Linked DNA regions of Ovis aries: region 2 is linked to region 1. The links are chromatin contacts, called in public Hi-C maps. All regions are on one chromosome and are shown on one strand. Each heading gives the region's core, a stretch centred on a gene start, on an enhancer-like site or on the middle of the called end of the contact. The rest is flanking DNA. Distances are from core to core; before and after follow the strand shown.

Region 1 (6,334 bases), core at 3,572-6,071:
GCTGTGGGCCCTCCCTGACCGTCAGAGTACTCCTCTATGACACCTGCCTCACCAGCTGTTACGGGGCTTGGAGACAACTCATGGGGCCTGCCAGACCCATTGAGGTCTTCTGAAGGGAGGTGCGGGTATAAATTTAATTCCTTCTGAAAGTTTACCCAGAGTCCCATCAGGTGGCCATGATGAAGCCACTGGTAAGCACAGGGACGCTCAAATTATAAACCTGACCATCTGAGCGTGAATCTGGCTTCAGGAGAAGGCTGTGGGCCTGAAACAGGCTTGTCCTTGCGGGGGGGGCCACTGGGGTAATTAGTTTGCTGACCACGGATGCCCTGGGCCCGGTGAAGGCCTCTGTTGATGCGGGTGAGGAGTGCATTGGGCAAGTAATTTTCTTCACTAATCAGTGCTGTTGGAGACCAAGCTGCAGTTAGGGGTGGACAGCTGAGCACTGAGCTTCTGAGGGCAACAGAGGCTGCTCGGAGGCTCAGAGAGGGAGAGGCCAGGAAGGTCTTCCCATTGACCACCCTCATCTCAAAGCTGAGAAACCAAGGCCCCAAAAGGCTGTGAGTTAAGTGACCTATGCAAGCCAGTTGCTCAGCTGGGGAGAAATCCGACTCAAGGCCAAGAAGTCTGACCAGACAGAAACACAAAGAGACTTCTTGGTTTGGGGTTGTTTTGTTTTGTTTTTTTCCTTGTTAAGTTGGCAAAGATTTCTAGAGGGAATCTCCCAACTGGCATCAGAAGTTAAGATGTACATGCCTCGTGGTCCCGCAATCATGTTCCAAAGAATTTACATCTAAGATACAACTGCAGAGAGGACAGAAGACGTGCCCATGGAGATGTCCATCTTAGTGCCCTTTATAACAGGGATGATGGAGACGATTTCAAATGTCCATCAGCAGAGGACAGCTTACATAAAGGACGAGACATCTATGCAGCATGCTACTGCTGCTGCTGCTGCTGCTAAGTCGCTTCAGTCGTTTCTGACTCTGTGCGACCCCGTAGATGGCAGCCCACCAGGCTCCCCCATCCCTGGGATTCTCCAGGCAAGAACACTGGAGTGGGTTGCCATTTCCTTCTCCAATGCATGCAAGTGAAAAGTGAAAGTGAAGTTGCTCAGTCGGACTCTTCGCTACCCCATGGACTGCAGCCTACCAGGCTCCTCCGTCCATGGGATTTTCCAGGCAAGAGTACTAGAGTGGGGTGCCATCACCTTCTCTGGCAGCATGCTACTAGGAAACCTTTAAAAAATCATCTGTGTTGACTTGGAAAGAGGCCTCTGACAGAATATCAAATGAGGAGGGGGGGAAGCAAGTAAACGACGTAGATAGTATGATCTGGTGGTTTAGTCGCTAAGTCCGACTCTTGCAACCCCATGGACTGTAGCCTGCCAGGCTCCTCTGCCCATGGCAAGAATACTGGAGTGGTTTGCCATTTCCTCCTCCAGGGGATCTTCCAGACCCAGGGATTGAACCTGGGTCTCCTGGACTGCAAGCAGATTCTTTACCAGCTGAGCTACCACGGAAACCACTGAAGCATATACTGACATACATATACACACACAACATGTACACACACAACACACACACAGGGGAGAGAGGAGGGGCCACACTGATGCCCCACGAGCGATGGCCGGTCCCTCAGGGGCTCAGGGTCCTGGAGTTGAGAGAGACAATAACACAAGTCAACATATCCCAGCCGAAGAGCCGAAGGACCTGGGAGGTGTGACAGCGAGGGCTTTGGAGGCGGGAAAGGTCTCGTCGCCCCAGAAGCTGGGGAAGAAGGCAGCCACTCACGCAGACCCCAGCTTCTAGCCAATACCAAAATGAGCCCCTCTCTGCAGGTTCTCAAAGGAGCACGTCTCCTGAGAGGGGCTTTCCATGACTGTGGATCAATAATCATCGGTGGAGTATTTGTTTAACGCCTACATCCTCACCCCTCACTGGAGAAAGCAGAGGCCCTCGCCAAGTCAGGCTCATTGCTACCCCCACACCTGGTACACATGCCAGGCCCTCGGCGGGTGCTTAGTGAACACTCTTTGAATGAACGAATGAATGACCACACAGCTCCATCTCCTGAAACCAGGCCTGTTCTCCCAAGCACCGAGTCAGGTCCCATGGCAGGGGGTTCCCCCAAGGTTCCCTTTCACCCACTCCACAACATACTTGTGAACTAAACAGATAGTCAAAGGAATACATCTTGGCATTGGGAATTACTTTCAAAATAATCCTACATGGGGAGAGGATTGCACCGTTGATCCAGAACACGCAGGTTCCCTGAACTGGCGGTGGGTCCCCTCGGGCTCCTTATTCTACTCTCTCTGTTTTCCAAACATGTTTAATGGCTTCCATTAACAAAGTGGGTGTTTTGTCTAAAGGAAACGATTTAAAGGCTTAAAAGAGGCTGAAACGATCACTGTGAGACACTGTCGCTACGGGTCAAAGGATGAATCTCCCTGGAAGGCTGTCCTCACGCCCCAGAAGCAGCTCTCATTTTGGGGGGACCCAAGGGCTGGAGATAGCCTTTGCCTGTTGTTACTCTGGGCCCAGGAGCCTGGCATCATAGTACCCGTCCAGATCTGCCCTCCCTAGGCGATCCTGGGGAAGCTGCTTAGAGCGCACACCAGGCCGCTGCCCTCCATGTGTCTCGGTCAAGGTTGAACATCAGTAACTGAGGCTCTTGGGACCTGGGAGACAGACGCTGCAAGGCCACGGAGGTTTGCTGGTCCCCTCGAAGCTCGGACAACTCTGGGCATCACCAGGGGCCTTCTCCCAGGGATTCGCTGTGCTCCCCCATTGGAGGCTGGGAACACTGCTGGCCACTAAAACCAATGACAGACCCCCCCTGACCACCGCCCCAGATGTGTCCTTGCCTGAGAGGCCCTCCCGGTGACGGCAGCTCAGGCCCAGGGGTGAAGGGCGAGGCAGGAAGACCCACCTTCGGTGCAACTGCCAGGCCCACCCCGTGTCTCCCGCGTCAGGCTCTCTGCCCTGCACCTTTGTCTGGCTGCTGCCTTCCGCTCCCCTCCCCCGGCCCCCCTGCCCCCACCACCGCAGGCCGTCAGCTCACTTTTTCAGCCCTGCATGGCCTGACTGGCCAGTTCAGCAAAAACGCAGAACAGAGCTCGCCTGCGGAGTTCTTCCGGAAGCTGAAATTCTCCTTGATAATGCTGTCCACTGCCCTTCATCCTCCTCTCGGAGAAAGATTTCCAGCACGGCCTCGAGTCTCTCTCCATTGAGTCAGGTGCCTCAGGCTTGATTTCTGGGCTTGACAGCTAACATCTTACCCTGCGTATAAGCTACTGCCAAGGGCTACGTCTCCGAAACGTCCTGTCAACCCTAAATTTAGCAAAGTGCGAGATATGAATATCCCATTATTTCATAAAGGCCACATCACATGCTTTCAGGTGTTATTTTTTTCTTTTTCTGAAAATCTTCCACGAGAGAGAGCCGTCCTCACATTGACCTCGAGGTTATTAAAATCTCAATCCGTTGTTCCCTGCCGGCTGGGTGTGCTTGGCACAAGGCTGGACGGGGAGCCACGGTCACAAGTGAAAGGCTTTCAGGCCCCAGGGGGATCCACCAGGCCCCCCACCGACCCCATCCAGGACACCTGGCCCATCCTGGTCTTGAAGGGGAGGCATGGTCAAGCTCCCTCCCGCCTATTGGTCCCCTGGCTCATGCAGAAGGAAGGGCCCTGTGAGTCAGACCACCGTGAGGTTACTGGAAGGGACTATTCTTCCTGGGAGGCAAGTCTGCATCCTCAGTACAGTCCAGCTCGGAGAGCCAGTGGCGTCCATTAGGAAGGGTCCCAAGAGAGCTCCCAGGCCAGCTCGTGGAAGTCCAGTGGAAGCCAGAGGCAAGGGCAGAGAGGACTCGCTGGAAACCCTTTCCCGGACCTTTCCTGCTGCACTTCGCACCTCGCTGCCACCTGTGGTCCAAGCCTCCGCATCCCTGTGAGCATCCCTGACCAGGGTTCGGCTTGGGGAGGCAGGGACCCCAGGGCACCAGGCTGCTGGTGCTGGCCCCAAAAGGCTGAGATGGACAGTGGAGGAAAGGAAACAGCTTCCTCAGCCGGTGCTTCAAGGTAAAGGATTCCCAAGGTTGACTGGCATGCCCAGGATTCACCATTTAACCCTCCTGCCACCCCAGGGCAGACCAGAAAAGGCTGAGGACCTCACACACACACCCGACACCCTACACACGCCCAGGCGCTCACCTGTAACACCTGCACGCATCCCTGCAGGACACACACCTACCTACACCCTACACAGGCTACACCCACACGCACAACACTCACTACACCCCACACCCTTCCACACACAATAGAGCACAAACACACACCTGCCCCCACCACACACAGAGCCTGTAGCGTCTTCCTTCTTCAAGGCCCCATTTGAAAAGTAAAGGGGACACTTGGCATCTGTCAGGGTTCATGGGGGACTCAGCACTTTCTTCTCCTCGCCACATCCCAGCACAGCTCCCGGGCCCCGCCCCCTCCTGACCCGGCCAAGGGGAGCGTCTTGGAAAGGAGCCCCAGCTGCGCTGCGCTGCGGAGGAGAAAGAAGCACTGCTTTTGTTTTCTTTTTCTGGTTCCATCTCATGCATACTGATGCTTGAAGGAAGCAGGGTGCCCGCTCCCCCACAAGTCCGTCTCTCCCCCAGATTGCTGGGGGCTTGGCTCAGGCTGTGGATTGGGCTCTTCCTGGCCCCGACTTACTAAGCATTATAGTTCAGTGAAAGCTAAACGCCACCATTTCTGGGAGCCCACCACCCTCGGCATGGCGCGGATTCCTGGCAGCCGAGGCCTGCAAGGCCTCCCGGAGGCCGCAGCCGGAAATCAGGACTGTGTGCGGCGCCAGCCAGGCCTGGGGCCAGGGGGCCTTCAGTGATGCTCTTTGTTTATTATTTACTGCCACCTGCTGGTCAGCTGTGGATCCTGCGCCCCGAGTGAGCTCTTAAAAGGATAAACGCACCATTTCTAAAACCAGTACAGGACGGGAAGAGGAGAAAGCGGGCTGGCTATTCCACTTGGTTGCACTCCACCATTCTTCGGGGTAGGGAGCAAGCCCCCTTGGAGAACTTATTTCCTCCGTAAACTCAAGTCACTTGCCCTGACAAGCGCCTTTTTTGGCCAGCAGTGTTTCCCAGGCACAAGATGGAACAGATGTCTTCTAAGACTTCTTTAGGTTCCAAAAATCTATTTCCTAACATCTCGAGTACTCAACAACAATATTTAAATCTACTTGTCAGACAATGGTGCCAGGAGATAACGATTTAAAAAAATAATAATTTACAAGTTTTCCCACAAACTATAAATGCTGGAGAAAGTGTAGAGAGAAGGGAACCCTCCTGCCTTGCTGGTGGGAATGCAAATTGGTGCACCCACTATGGAGACCAGTATGGAGGTTCCTTTAGAAACTAAAAACAGAGCTACCGTATGAGCCTGCAATCCCATTCCTGGGCATACATCCAGAGAAAAACATGATCCAAAAGGATATATGCACCTCAATATTCATTGCAGCACTATTCACGATAGCCAAGACATGGGAGCAGCCTAAATGTCCATCGACAGAGGAAAGGATACAGACGTGGTGCACATACACAATGGAATGTTACTCGGCCATTAAAAAGCATGGACTAATGCCATTTGCAGCAATGGACGGACTTAGAGATTATCATAATGAGTGAAGTAAGTCTGACAGCGAAGGAGAAATAGCATATGACGTCCTTTAAGTGTGGAATCCACAAAGAAACGATACAAATCAACTTAAAAAACAGAACAAGACTCACAGACTTGGAGAGAATGAACTCACGGTTGTCAGGGGGGAAACTGGGGCAAGGGATAGTCAGGGAGTTTGGGATGGACATGTACACACTGCTATAGTCAAAATGGACAACCAGAAGGACCTACCTCATAGCACAGGGAACTCTGCTCAATGTCATACAGCAGCCTGGATGGGAGGGGAGTTTGGGGGAGAACGGGTACACGAATATGTACGGCTGAGTCCCTTCGCTGCCCGCCTGCAACTGGCACAGCCTTGTTAACTGGCTATACTGCAACACAAAATAAAAAGGCCTAAAAAATAATTTACAAGCTTTATTTCCTTCCAGAGTTAGCAAATGAATTTCAACTAGAAGTTTTCTTCCTACGGTTGCCAACAATTTTTTTTAACACCGGCTTTTTTTTTTTCAAGTCCAGAAAAGTACGTTAGGGCTGGGCCCTTAACAGTTGGGAGGCTGCTCAGCCCTTGGTGAGCAGCTGCTCGTTTCGATCACTTTCTATCACTCCCCTCTCCCACACGTCTACTGGGGCCAAAGCAAAGATAAGACGTGAG
Region 2 (6,164 bases), core at 1,684-4,183, 98 kb before region 1:
GAACAGATGTGGACAAAGCGTTCTAAGGGCACAAAACAAGAAGACTACCGTGGCCCACGGCGAGGGGGAGGGAGGCAAAGATACAGAAATGCTTCATGGGGTGGCAGCTGAGCACAGAGGAGAAAAGATATACCTGGATCTCTTTAAAAATATGCAAGTCCTTGTGTCCGCTCCCCCACCTGCCTAATAAGGGCCCATCCACGCCTAACAGTCTTTGATATTAATAAGCATATTAAGTAGTTACTATGCACCAGCCAGTACGCTAAGTACTTACATGAGTGATGTCACTGGGCCATACAGTACTGGTATTGCCCCATCTTAAGGTAACAACACTGAGGTGGCGATGGGGGGTGACCTGAACCCGCATCACTGAGGGATCAAGGCTTTGCCCAAGCATTAATTCCACAGCCTAGTTTCTAAGAGTAATGCTGCAATACCATTTAGAAACTGTATCCTGTTTGGTTAGAAAACATCATGTGCAGTTTGATCCCTAGTTTGCTCTGCTTCTTTTCTAGAAGGACATACATCACAATGTTACCCAGAGTTATCTCTGAGTGTGGCAATTGTGGGCTTTAAAAAAAAAAAAAAAAAATCTACTTTCCAAATTCCCTACAATAAATCTGTATATATTTTTTTTCTTTTTTTTAAGGAAAAACATTCCATGTAGTGTTAGAGCATAATTTAAGCTGTCAAGGTCTTTCCAAGTACAGTTAAATTAGCTACTCATGCCAAGTTCAGGCAAATTTGGTCAGCATACACAGAATTCTCATTCAAAACACAACAAATATGCAGACAAGGCCAACACAGACAGATAGCTGTTTAACAATATCCTTTTGATACAGTGGTTCAAGCAATCATAAAACCAGATAAATTACGTTTACTTATTCAACCCACTCAATGAACTTTTAGCAAGTATTTTCTATGTCTTGCATGTACTTGGTATAAGCACCTTAGTGACCTGATGGAGCAATTCTATCACCCAAAATGGAGTCAATATGATTTATAACCTTATACGAAGTCGAAATTACTGTTCCCATATTATAGATAGGAAAAGTGAGGATCAGGGAGGTGAAGTAATTTCTTCAAGGTCACAGAGCCGCATGTTGCAACGCTGGCATCTAATCCCAGGTCTGTCCTATTCCAAAGCCCCTGTGCCCAACTGGCTCTTTTGTACTTCCCTCCCCCTTCAGAATAGATGAAGCCACAACGTGGCCCAGCCGAAAAGTTTTTACTCACAAGCCTCTAAACCCTAAACTTGATTACCACGAAAAAAGTCTAGACAATAACCCAGACAGTTGCTATGAACTGATGTAAATTCAAGGAACTTCAGCGGCACTACACTAGTTGAAAGGAACTGAACCGAACTTTGACAAATAATTTTTCAATGGCGTTAAATGATGCTTTTTCGAGAAAACACACACATACGCGCACTTTCCTTGGCAGCAAACTGTATCCTTCCTGGTTATTTAAGGCAACACGATTTTTCAACAGATTTTCCGTCCCACAGTCCTCCTCTTAGCTAGGAACTAAGTCAGCCATCCTAAAAACCAATTTTCTGCTCTGGTTTGGGCTAAATTTCAGGCATCTTTGTCTCTCTAACGAAGATATTACATTGATGAGTTGTATTTTTCTTCCCCGCCCTTCCACCCCTTCATGGCGCGTCGATGTATACCTCGGTTTCGAACATTCTTCAAAGAAATTTCTAGCCTCCAGTCCTCATTCCCGAAACAAACTGACCCATAAGAGTGGCTGAGAGAAGATTAGAAGATGGGGCTGCTAAGGGACTCAACGCCCCGACAGTCCGTTTCTAACTTCGGGTAACAAGACTCGCATCCCCGCCTTCAGCTAACAAGCGGCCCCCAGCCAGCTCCGCCCGCCTCCGCCCGCTGCGCTTGCGCTCCCGCTCCCGCTCCCGCTCCGAGCACGTCTTTGCGGGCCGTGGTCGGCTCTTAAGACACGCGCGGCTCAGCGACTCCTCCGGGAGCTGCCCGATGTCTGACTTTTCCCCACCTCAACTCCGCGGAATTAATTCGAGTCCCAACGGAGAAGGCCTCGACGGCAGCTTCCCTGCGCACCGAGGCCCCACCTCCCCCCCCGCCTCCCCCCGGGAGCGAACGCATCCAGAAAACCGGATCAGAACTCACCCGCCTCGCGTGGGCCGGGCGGGGTTTGGAGAAGGTTCTGAAGACGGCGGGCCGGGGCTCGGGGACCTGAGGAAGGACTCCGCTGGCGGCTGCCATGTCGACAGAGAGGCGCGTCCGGATCTCGCGAAACCCGGAGCGAGGCGCCGCGAGACCCCACGTGGGACGCGCGCGAGGACCCCGCTGTAGCTGTCCCGCCGAGTCCTGCGCGCCCGCGCGCGCTTTCTGGGGTCCCCCGCCCCCCTCACGAAGGGGCCCGCGCCACTAGCGGCCGGATCAGCGGCGCCCCGGGCCACAGGGCCGTCCCTCGTGGCGCGGCCTGTGCCGGGGGTGGAGGGATGCCAAGTCACACCGAACCCCAGAGTTATTGCTCTTGACGTTCTTTTGAAATTCCTCTCAGGAAAGAGGAGAGGCGTGTCCCGTCGAACCAACGCCTCCTCCTTTGACTCTCCTCAGCACTTTAGTTGTCAGCGCCGGGGGTGGAGGTCGGGGGGACTCCCTGACCCTTGCCCACCCGCGATCCGGCCCCACTACAAGGTTAGATTTTTTTTTTTTAATTTATTTTTTTGACAGGCAGCGCCTTGGCCACCCGGCAGGGGCTGGGTTGCCTAGCAACGGCGGGGTCCTTCGTGGTTCGGCGGTGCTCCGGGCCTGAGGGGGGGAAACCACCGCTGAGGAAATCTGGGGGCCCGGCGGCGGCCGCGGTGCGGGAGGCGGCAACTGGACGGCGACGCGGGGCGGGGCGGAGCGGGGCGGGGAGGAGAAGGGGGGGGGAGGTTGGCGCGCGCCCCGGGGCCCGGCCTCTGCCTCCGAGGAGAGATGAATACGGCCCTGACCCGGGTGGGGCCCGCGGCCGAGAGGCCCGCGCCGCCCGAGGAGGTGGAGAGCTCTGAGACCGGCGGGAAGGAGCCGGCGGCGGACGCGGCCCCGGGGCCCAGCACGGCGTTCCGCCTCCTGGTGACTCGGCGCGAGCCCGCGGTGAGGCTGCAGTACGCGGTGAGCGGCCTGGAGCCGCTGGCGTGGTCCGAGGACCACCGCGTGTCGGTGTCCACCGCCCGCAGCATCGCCGTGCTGGAACTCATCTGCGACGTGCACAACCCGGGCCAGGACCTGGTTATCCACCGCACGTCGGTGCCCGCCCCTCTCCACAGCTGCTTCCTCAAAGTAAGTCATGCCCGCCGCCCCGGGCTCTGGGGGTCTCCTGCCCGCCTCCCTCCTTCCCTTCCCGCGGCCTTGTCCCCGCGGGTCCCTGGGGGAATCCCCGGGCCCTTGCCTCGGCCGGGGATTCCCGCCTTCTCGCACCCTGAGTCTTTAGGGTCCCCGCCGTAGCTTAAGGGCGGGGGAGGGGGGGACGCCGTGTATGCCCAGTTTCCCGGATCGCCCACCCACTCCCGAGACACAGGTACATTTCGGAACGTCCCTCTCCGGAGCCGAGTTCTCCCTACGGCCCGGCTTCTGGCCGGCTGCTGGCGCAGATTTCTTCCCTTGGTGCTTTCTTAGGCTCCACCCAGCTGTTGACCCAACCCCAGACCTGCCTCTGCCACCCGCTCCTATTGTCTGGGGCCTGGTCCCCGAGGCTCCTGGCTGGCTTTGTTTACTGTGATGTGCCCTCCTCTTCCGCCTCCTTGGCTTTGGAAGACAGAAAATTATGGGGTTTTTTTTTTTTTTTTTTTTGCTTTGTCTTTAACTGTTTCAGTGACTTTGTTATATGTGTGGTCCTTCTCATCTTGGGCAGATGGATAGATACTGGATGTCGGGCGTTAGTACTCCAGTTTTTCTTCAGTAAGGAAAAGGCTTTGGGATGTAGAATGAAAAATAAAGCTTCTGGAAATAAATGCAACTCTTAAACTTAAGATCTTCGTATAGATTGAATGCTTCATGTAGATTTCGTGCCTTAGGCTTCAGATTAACTAAGTTTGCCTTCAGAACTTTAAAGCTGCTAAAGTTTTATTGTTCGATCATCACCATTTTCAAAGTTTTAAAGTAGTAAGTCGTGTTGTTCATTTAATGGTTTAAAAATATTAAAACTTTATTACTATTTCCTTTATAGGCCTGTATGCATATGTGTGATTATCCAAGTGTACATTCATTCTTTCAACACACTTTTGAGTACCACTATGGAAATCTCATGGACTGAGGAGCCTGGGGCGCTACACAGTCCATGGGGTTGCCATAGGGTGGGCTAGGAGTTGGTAGGACTTAGTGACTGAAACAACAGCAACAATTTATCAGCTAGACATCAATCTAGGCTCCAGAAGTAAAACATTGTACAAAAACAAAATCCTTGTCCTCTTGAAGCTTGCATTCATTCTTTTGACAGGTCAGAAACAACAATGTAATAATAGGTAGTAATAAGTTGTAATATGTATCTATATAGAGAGAAAGTGTTTCTGTGAATGAGAAGTTAAAAAAAAAAACTACTCTGCCAAGCCATTTAAAATATAGATCAGTAACTGAATGGGGTGCAGAGAACCCACACCACTTTTATTAATCCAAGTTTGAAAGTGACAGCTTGATGTTGAATTAGATCATTGATAAGTTTGTATGACAGCTTTCAAAGATCTTGGACAGGGTGTGAACAAATTGATTCAAGTATAAACCAATCGCCTGGAAGTTGGTGATGGACAAGGAAGCCTGGCGTGCAACTGTCCATGGGATCACAAAGAGTCAGACACGCCTGAGCAACTCAACTGATAAACCAGTCAGGTGAATAGATGTTGATAATCCTATGAAACTGAGAAACACTCAAGGAGGGAGGCAAAACAGAGGGGTTTTAAAAGGTGTCTCCTCTGCTGAAAAGGAACTTACTGTTGCTAACTATTTGCACATCAGGTAGAGAAAATTTTAAGTGTGTCTCAGTGTGGCAATGGCACCCCACTCTAGTACTCTGGCCTGGAAAATCCCATGGACAGAGGAGCCTGGTAGGTTACAGTCCATGGGGTCGCTAAGAGTTGGACACGACTAAGCGACTTCACTTTCACTTTTCACTTTCATGTATTGGAGAAGGAAATGGCAACCTATATGGACACACATGTACACATGTGATTACTTAGCACAGCTCCTGGCACACTGTAAATGCTCAGGTTAAAAAACAGTCATGCAAATATGAAGGAAGGACTCTGGTTAATGCTTTGGCTATGGATACAAAGTTATCTCTTATCGCTGTATTCTGATAAAAATTTGATTCTTGTCATTGGTTCCACAACTGGAAAATGAGTAACAGGAAATCCTTCTATATCGCTCTAGTAATCAATTGCTTTCCTGAAATTAGTCAGTGGTGTCTTCCCCTTCTGCTTTGGTGTGCACCTCACAGAAAGCACTGGTCAGTTGGCAGTCTAATTCGCAGGCCCTGCCTGGGAAATGAAGGCTGAGATGCCCCTGCAGTTCTGAGAGAGGCCTCTGAAGGGTAACGCTGGAGTGATGGTGGGAGTGTAGGAAGTCTGTGCTTTGGTGGCGCTGCCCACTGGTAGGCCCTGGGGACTGCAATCTCTTTGGTGCTGGCCAGTTTGCTCCAACAAGGAAGATGGACTCCTACAACGTAGATCACAGTTTTAGTGTGTAGAACTGCTAAAAGGCTAGATGCTAAACCTCTTTAAAGCTTTTGCTCTGATCGTTATTTAGATTATGTGTTTTTTCAGGAAAATACACAGTTATAATAATAGTTCACATATTGTCTGCTCTTTGCAAGTTACTGCCCTGGGCCTGCCTGGAAAACCCCATGGATGGAGGAGCCTGGTAGGCTGCAGTCCATGAGGTCGCTAAGAGTTGGACACGACTGAGCGACTTCACTTTCCTTTTTCACTTTCATGCATTGGAGAAGGAAATAGCAACCCACTCCAGTGTTCTTGCCTGGAGAATCCCAGGGACAGCGGAGCCTGGTGGGCTGCCATCTATGGGGTCGCACAGAGTTGGACACGACTGAAGCAACTTAACAGCAGCAGTCCTGGGCATTGATATAAAAGCGAATGGCATAAATCTGAGAACCAGTGAAGTAGTGACTTAAGAACAAGTTTGCAATTTCTC

What was found. A called contact is a pair of places that touch in the nucleus more often than the background predicts.
Region 2: a contact with region 1 is called in a Hi-C map of hypothalamus, with 2.2 times the contacts expected there. The contact joins the promoter of GTF3C4 here to the enhancer-like site in region 1. A contact is called at or near these places in 2 of 16 Hi-C or Micro-C datasets (hypothalamus and tail adipose tissue).

Annotation. Positions count from the first base shown.
Region 1 is chr3:4,110,043-4,116,376 of ARS-UI_Ramb_v3.0, reverse strand. All of the region lies in intron 11 of AK8 (adenylate kinase 8), which reads right to left. Among named protein-coding and RNA genes, the nearest start is that of AK8, 77 kb to the right of the region's middle. Within about 2 kb of position 4,821, at least 22 of the 54 cell types and tissues checked have an H3K27ac peak or open chromatin away from gene starts, as enhancers often do. A contact at or near this core is called in hypothalamus, where this site is marked.
Region 2 is chr3:4,206,418-4,212,581 of ARS-UI_Ramb_v3.0, reverse strand. GTF3C4 (general transcription factor IIIC subunit 4) reads left to right here and starts at 2,933. Exons shown (of 5, transcript XM_015094120.4): 1 at 2,933-3,305. The coding sequence starts at 2,961. It overlaps DDX31 (DEAD-box helicase 31), which reads right to left and starts at 2,267. Exons shown (of 20, transcript XM_027966236.3): 1 at 2,145-2,267. The coding sequence starts at 2,240.